Regions from separate parts of the Mus musculus genome. Here region 1 is linked to region 2. The links are chromatin contacts, called in public Hi-C maps. All regions are on one chromosome and are shown on one strand. Each heading gives the region's core, a stretch centred on a gene start, on an enhancer-like site or on the middle of the called end of the contact. The rest is flanking DNA. Distances are from core to core; before and after follow the strand shown.

Region 1 (4,122 bases), core at 753-3,252, 410 kb before region 2:
CCAACCCAGGGAAGGCCCCGGCAAAAATTAAGGACTTACTTTTTCTATTGTTACTCATCTGTAGGTGTGAGAAGGTTCCTTCGACTCCACCTCTAGGACAGGGGACCTGTCTACATTTCTCTTTTCTCTTCTACAAACCCTAGACATCGTGTGTAAGATGTCTTGGAAACACTTTCAGTGTCTGGTAGAACTACATGGTCCACAGAACTCAGAGAGCACTAGACAAGGTCAACTTCTCGGTGAGGCCACTGCCCTGACTCACTAAGCACCTCCTGGGGACCACAGGCTGCTGCTGGCATTGCAGAGGCCCACCCCCACCCCCACCCCACCCCCGCCCTTCCGACCTTCATACAGGAGAGCCTGACTAAGCAATGGCTCTGTCCCTAGCCCGATGATGGAACCCAGAGGTCTGCAGATCCTAGCTCGCCCCCCCCCACACCCCCTTTACCTTTCAGTTTGTCAGCCAGCAGGGCAGCTTCGTGCTCCGAGTAGTGCATGATGGCCGGCGGCGAGGGAGGCCGCAGCCTGTCCTCTTCCAGTTTGCGTCGATGCCGCTCCTCCCGGGCGCGCATCCTTTGCTTGCATTCCCACTCATAGAAGTCATCCCTGGCCTGAGCAAAATCCACGTGCAGGCGGCCGGAATCCTTTTTATCCGTGCTCGACCCTAATCGCATTCTGTAACCTAGAAGCAGTGGAAAGCCAGGTCACCTCCAGTCAGGGGACACATTTCCCACAAGCTAAGCAACTGTGCCTCAGGAGAGAAGATACCTTTTTGTCTCTGGGGGATGGGAAGCAGGTATCCTTTTAAAGACTTAATCATTAAGCACAGATGTGGAGGTAAATATACCTCCCTTCCCCCCCCCCCCCACGTTACTTTCCCAGAGGGACCCTCACAGTGCTCCTGTTGCACCATTAACCGAGCACTAAATCCTGGCCACGCCTTCCTCCCTTTGGCTTGGGGGGGGGGTCGGGGGGGGGTCTGTCTTGCTTTTTGTTTTCAATGTTCTATAACTCTATTGCATGTGCACTCTTAAAAATTCTTTTTCAAAGAGGCAGGGTATGAGTAAATACAGAACATCCATGATATTTGAAGGGGCCCGGAAAGTAAATTTCAGAACTTTACTCGGAGCCTATTGCTCATTCCCCTAGCAAACACTGCCGCTCTGGTTTTTTTCTCTGCCGCTACCAAAGCCACAATTACCCAGGCAATTTTGCAATGTTGTTTTATTCCCACTTATCCTCTGGGGCATGCGGGAGAATATGTTACCTTCAATCAAGAGGCCCCACAGTACCTCATCCAGCCTGCACGACCACACAAATTATCTGTGCAGTCTTTGAAGGCCACAATAGGCTTGTGCAAGGGCCCAAAGTTAGGCCAGAAAGGAAAAGGGGGGGAGGGGGGAACCTTTAGGGGGAAGGGAGGACTTACTGAGCACTACCTATCTTATAGTGATTGGGGATGAGGGGGGAGAGAGGTCGTGAGGGGTCAACACAGGACTGGATGCTGCCAGCCAGCCTAACTTCAAATTTAGAAGAATTGAAAGCACAGCACGGTGATTGATTCTTCAGTTTGGAGTACTCAGATTTTCACAACATCAATTCAGGTCTTAGCAGGAGCATATCTGGGAGGGGGGGCTGCTAGAGAAAGGGAGCAAAAATAAGCACCTCTGCTTTGCAAGGGATTTGCAGATGAGCTGCACTTGGGAAGAGCTAGGCTGTGCTGTGCTGCCTGCACCTTGTCCTGGACCATTTCAATCCTTACCCAGTAGGATTTGAGTTAAAGCCCAGTCACAAATCCCCATGGAAGCTGGCTTTTCCCCCAGCAGGGCACTTTACACTTTTTAAAAAGTTACAAATGTGCTTGCTACAGATCTCATCAGACTGAACTCTCTTCCAGGTTTCAACAGGATGGTGGAAACAAAACAGTACCCATCTTGGGTGCAAACAGCCGCCCACACGTGAACAGAATTAGTGCTGACTTGGTGGTGGGCTGTGGAAAGTGACGTCAGCAGGCTGTGTCCTGGCCAGCTGTCTGAGTTGGTCGGAACAACTTTCTCTGCTCATATTCCAGAGAACCGGCTCTCTAAAACCTTTCTGGTCCTCTTTCATCAGAGCTTCATCATTACAGCATTAAAAGACTCTGATGAGGCTGAGGCTAAACTTAGCCTGGCCCTCAAATGTGAAAGTGCTCCTAAAATTAGGCTTTCCAGCTGGGCTTGCTGGAGATTACAGGGGTGGTGGTGGTGGTAACCTTCTCTCCTTCCTGTCCCTTCCCCCAACAGCTTGGGTTTCAGACTGTCTCAGCTGCAGAGACCACCCTAGCAAAGCTGGAGACTTCTCTGCACTGAGGCAGTGAAAGGCTTGAAGTGGGTGGAGCCTGTGTTTCCTCCCGATTCAAAAGAGCTACCAAGAAGCGTCAGAGTTTGTCTAGTCTCTATTTCCCTCCATATGTCTATATATTTGGCACTGTTCATCTTTGTTAGCGTCTTCGAAGTTTTCTGTTTGGTCTTAAAGTTGGCTTGTGTTAGTGTTTTAAAGGACATTCGCCTACTCGATTCTTCAGTCACGCAGGGTGAAGTTAGTGTCTTAGCATTGAGTAATAGTTTGATTGACTATAGTGACTAAGAACCCAGATTTCCAGGCAGGCACTGACAGAAAGAACCATCTGTCCTTTATCCTGACCGGGTTTGTTTTGTTAAGAACAGTCTGACACTCAGAGATCCCCACAGTGTGCTTCATACACACGTGATCGACCTCACCTAGGAGTCCTGCTGGTAAACCGACTATTCCACCCACAGGTGGAAGTAGTATGACAATTTATCTGGGTTAGGGAGATGGAAAGCCACGCCCTCCTCTCTCCAGGAGATGGGTGCCACTGTGCGTGTGGTAAAATATCTTTATTCATTTCCACTGTGGAATGTCCAGACTTTATGTTTCTCGTTGAGAGCTTAAGTACAGTAAGGGATTTAACATTCTCTGGATCCCCGTCTTGGGCAAGGTCTCTGAGGTACTGGGATAACCTCAACCTGTCAGGGGTTCACACAGAATGAAAGGCAATGGAGACTGGCTGCAGACATCAGGAAAACCTGGGGGTGGAGCCCAGGTTTCACTTGATTCTTTCCCACCCCAGGGGGGGGGGGTTACCTTTGCTCTGAGTTAGGTAGGCAGTCTGCAGGGTGGCAGATGGCACTAATGTCGCTGGAGGAGCAGCAAAGGGCAGGGAGGGTAACCTAAAACTAAATACTTCCAAAGTACCACGGTAACATTAGCCTCGGTGTCCTTTGGTTTGACTGAGGCTTCCGTGCACCTAGTCAGACTTTTCCTATAGAAACCCAGAAAGCTGAAGGCAGCACTAGGCTTCCTTTTCACATGTGTAAACTTCTCCTAAAGCCTGGTCCTCCGGATAATGATGGTAGAGCAGGCAGCTGTGTGTGAGGACAGAGGGCCTGTCACAGGCCCAGGAACACATTCCCTGCAAGAAGGGGATCTTGCTTCCCCCCACACCCCCCCACACCCCGGGGTGAAGATTGGAAATGCACTTTTAAGAAACTGAAATTATTCTGAGAGAGTACTTTACTCCCCCCCAGAGGATTACATCCAATAATAATAATGGTCCTCAGTACTCAAAATATTGCTTTTCATCTAATACGCACTTGAGAACATTAATTAGAAACTCTGTGGAATTCCTTGAGACTAGATGGTAGGCAAACCTGCCTGTGGAGAGAGGCACAGGCTTAACAAAGAGCCCCGTGGCAGCCAAGCTGAAAGGTGAATGCCTCCTTCCCCAGCCCCCACGCTACCAGGACTTATTGTGTGTGTATTAAGGCAAAAGGGAAGGAGCTCACAGTAACATCAGAAGACAGAAGACAGGATAGAGAGCAAACCCCCTTTTACTAAAGCAAGGTACCAGAGAGGTAAATGGCTTTGTCAACCATGAATTCCTCGGCAAAGCGAATGTGACAGAAATTCTTCTTGCTCTTTCGGATGGCTGTGATATCTCCACACTGCTCAAAGACTTCTTGAATAATTTCTTCCGTTGCATTTTCTGGTAATCCTCCAACAAACACAGTCTTACACCCTGGAGGTCGTTCTCTTGTGGAAGGAGGTGGAAGATCTAAGATC
Region 2 (3,764 bases), core at 476-2,975:
TTGGCTGGGCTGACTGGTCAATGGCTCTAGGGATATATATATTTAATAAATATATAAATAAATATATATTTAATAAATATATTTATTCTTATATCCAGTGCTGAGGTTACAAACATGTGTTTCCAAGCCCAGCTTCAATACGGCTTCTGTGGACCCAAACTCAGTATCTCATGCTTGTTCAGTAGGTTCTTTACTGACAGAGTCATCCCTGGGGGGCCACGGATACTTATGTTCTAAATAAGTAGACACAGACAAGGTCAAGCTGGGACTAATCAAAACCCCTGCAGAAGTTGAATGAACCTCCTCACTGGACAGAAGGATGTTCTTATTAACTTAAGTTCTCACTTAAAGGAAGATGAGGCTGTTCCAGTGACATGTCCTGGTAGGCTCGACATGTCCTGGTAGGCTCGTTGGCCCGTCAGCTGTGTGCAGCATCTCAGCTCACCCATAGAGATTCACGCTTTCCTGGTGCCAAAATGAATACCTCTCTTGGGGAGAAAAAAAAAGCGCCCAATTGAAAATAACTCTCTAAATCTGCAACCTTTCAATAGAGCTGAAGTGCACTTCACCAGCACAGTGCATGGGCATCTTGAATTAGCAGAGAACTATTTTTAACACATGAAGGATGCGATTTGAAATTAGTTTCACGGGGGAGTGAGAACCTTGGAGATTATTTACTTTGCCTTAATTACTCTGACTCACCATTAATTTGGCTTTCCTGGGGTACTAAAGATTTCACGCTAAGATTTGGAGACTATAAAGGGATGTGGGCACAAACTTGGAGCTTTGGGGGTTTGCAACCGCATCTTTGATAACAAGAGGAGGATGGACCCGTCGGACACCAAAGCTCACTCAAGCACATGATGCTCAGTGACAAGCTCTGGTGGTGTCCCCATGTCACTTTATCACTGGGACCAGAAGCGGTGCCCTGGAGCACGCTGGACGCTCAACTTTATTCTGCATCTATTTTGCTGGCTTTTGTTAAAGACAACAGCATCATCGTTTGCCCACGGCTATTCCCAGCAACTGGCTAAAGGGGTAGGCAGCAGCTGTCTCAGGCTCTGGAGGGGAAGTGCAAAGCATGCATTAAAGGAAAGTTTCTTAGGATCAGTGCAGTTGGCCAAGGGAGTCTGTCTGTTCTCAATAGAGGCGGACCAAGGAAACACTCACTACAAGCAAACACTCTGTAATGGGTTCATTAGGGCGTCAGTGGGAAAGAATGCACTCAGCAGCCCCCTAAAGCACTTAACAGTGAGCAGGGTCTGCCACGCACAGCACTTGCCAAAGCTCTGTGCTCTCCCCCGTGGCTCAGAATCAGCTGTCCACTGGCAGAGACCACGACGACGCAGGCAGTGTGTAGCGGCCAGCAGGCGCCTGTGGAGAACGATGCGCTTGCTGCCAGATGCAATCCGAGACTCACCAGGACCACTCAATCTGTCAGTGCCCTCCAGCTCCACCTGGCATCCAGCGATTAGAGAAGGAGCAGGCGAGGGAGGCCAAGAGAGCTGGGGCACAGCTCTCGGCCCATGTTGGCAAAGAACTCTTCCATGTTCTAAATGTCAGAGGGCCTGGGTGTGTTGTGAAACTGCTTGAAGCCATTCTTCTTCTTCACCGGATCCTTCTCTTTTCCTCCATATATGCATTTGCCTCTCCTAGGCTGCCCTTTATGCATAAACCATGCTGTTCTCTGTCTCATTCTGATTGAGTTGTTTGATACACTAAATCCACGTCATCCTAACATACTTGAGCCAATTAAAAACGGCAGACAAGTGCAAACACCTTTCAAACTCTACCATCCTCTACCTTGTAATCAAATTTTCTGTCACGGAGGTGAGCGTGCTCCCATGATAAACCTTTCTCGTTTGGCAATTATTAGTATTTCTTTAGCATATTTATAGTTTTGAAACACCTGTGCATCTATCATATCCCCCTTATCTTGTCTGTTTGCATTCCTTGGCCTCTTTCCATATTCTTGCCTATAAAAAGTCACAACTCAGAGTCAATGTCTGCAGGCGAGGCTCTTCCCTTCTCTGCTGAGCTGACTTCCTTGTCTCCTGTCTATGGTAGATGACATTCGAGCCTTTGGCAACACCAAACATTTCGATAGCAGTTCTCAGGTGGATCTTTCCACTGCTGCATTTTTAGCTTAAAACTCAATATTGTATTCCTCTCTCTGCCATCAGTTAGGATGCAAGAAAGCGGGATGTGATTAGTAGCGTCAATTTGAAAGTTAAAGGGGCACCGTGGAACACAACACTAGAAGAAAGAACTCACACACCCACTTCCTCTGCTTAGCAGCAATGAAGGCAGCCATGTTCCAACACATGATGGACCTTTGAGGAACACTCAAAATTCAAATTACCGCAGTAGAATTTTTCTTTCTTTCTTTTTAAAATATTTTTATTAGGTATTTTCCTCATTTACATTTCCAAAGCTATCCCAAAAAGTCCCCCATACCCTCCCCCCACACTCCCCTACCCACCCACTCCCACTTTTTGGCCCTGGCATTCCCCTGTACTGGGGCATATAAAGTTTGCAAGTACAATGGGCCTCTCTTTCCAGTGATGGCCAACTAGGCCATCTTTTGATACATATGCAGCTAGAGTCAAGAGCTCTGGGGTACTGGTTAGTTCATAATGTTGTTCCACCTATAGGGTTGCAGACCCCTTTAGCTCCTTGGGTACTTTCTCTAGCTCCTCCATTGGGGGCCCTGTGATCCATCCGATAGCTGACTGTGAGCATCCACTTTGGAATTTTTCAATAGGTTATCATTATTAGGCTAGTTTGGCACAAGAATTGTTTCTTACCATGAAAGTCATCCTAGTTAGAGTTACTTTTGCTGCAATGAAACACCATGGCCAAAACCAGGTTGGAAAGGATAGGGTTTATTTGGCTTACACTTCTGATCACTGTTCATCATCAAAGTAAGTCAGGACAGGAACTCAAGCAGGGTAGGAACCTGGAAGCAAGAGCTGATGCAGAGGCTATGGAGGGGTGCTACTTACTGGCTTGCTCCTCAAGCCAGCCTGTATTCTTACAGAACCCAGGAGCACCTGCTCAGGAATAGTTCCACACACAATGAGCTGGGCCATCCCCCATTAATCATTAATTATGAAAATACCCTAAGGCTTACCTACAGCCCAATCTTATGGTGATATTTTCTCAATTGCGGTTCCCTCCTCTCCAGTTACTCTATCTTGTGTCAAGTTGACATAAAATTAGCCAGCACAAAAAGTATCCAGTATTCAATCATTAAAAATATAAATATTATAAATGTTATACACAACATCTGAAATGAAACAATGCCTAGATTTTATTAGGGAAGAAAACCCCAGAAGACTGTAGACTAACATATAAAGCAAAATCCCATTTGTTTACAATGTTATTTGTATGTAGTGTTTTTATGGGGATACACTCCCCACACCCCACCCACTCCCACTCACCTCCACACAGCAGAGTCAGAGGCACTCACTTTTCTAAAGCGTCAACAATGGGCTGTCTCTGGGGTTTCTGAGGAATGGTCTATTCTTCCCGCATCTTCTATAGTATTTGATTTGATTTGATAAAGGCATGCATTTTGTGAGGGGAAAATTAAACTTAAAAATAACCTGGCTATTTATTGATTCTGTCTGCATGACAAAATAAATGGACAGCTTTGCCTCCAAAATCCCGATAAACTTAAATGTTCCAGAAGAAAAAAAAAACAAAAAACAAAGATACTAGCTAGGCACTCAAAATATCATTCCATTATAAACGTCTATGAT

Evidence for each region. Hi-C and Micro-C count contacts between places; a contact is called where the count stands out from the background.
Region 1: a contact with region 2 is called in a Hi-C map of cortical neurons, with 1.8 times the contacts expected there. The contact joins two enhancer-like sites. A contact is called at or near these places in 2 of 484 Hi-C or Micro-C datasets (both in cortical neurons) and 3 of 115 datasets of contacts at active chromatin or transcription factors (embryonic basal ganglia, embryonic forebrain and forebrain).

What each region holds. Positions count from the first base shown.
Region 1 is chr14:77,578,956-77,583,077 of GRCm38.p6, reverse strand. It overlaps Enox1 (ecto-NOX disulfide-thiol exchanger 1), which reads right to left. Exons shown (of 19, transcript NM_172813.3): 9 at 3,908-4,114; 10 at 449-682. Among named protein-coding and RNA genes, the nearest start is that of Gm52115, 16 kb to the left of the region's middle. Within about 2 kb of position 2,002, at least 61 of the 459 cell types and tissues checked have an H3K27ac peak or open chromatin away from gene starts, as enhancers often do. A contact at or near this core is called in cortical neurons, where this site is marked.
Region 2 is chr14:77,172,277-77,176,040 of GRCm38.p6, reverse strand. All of the region lies in intron 1 of Enox1 (ecto-NOX disulfide-thiol exchanger 1), which reads right to left. Among named protein-coding and RNA genes, the nearest start is that of Enox1, 17 kb to the right of the region's middle. Within about 2 kb of position 1,725, at least 21 of the 459 cell types and tissues checked have an H3K27ac peak or open chromatin away from gene starts, as enhancers often do. A contact at or near this core is called in cortical neurons, where this site is marked.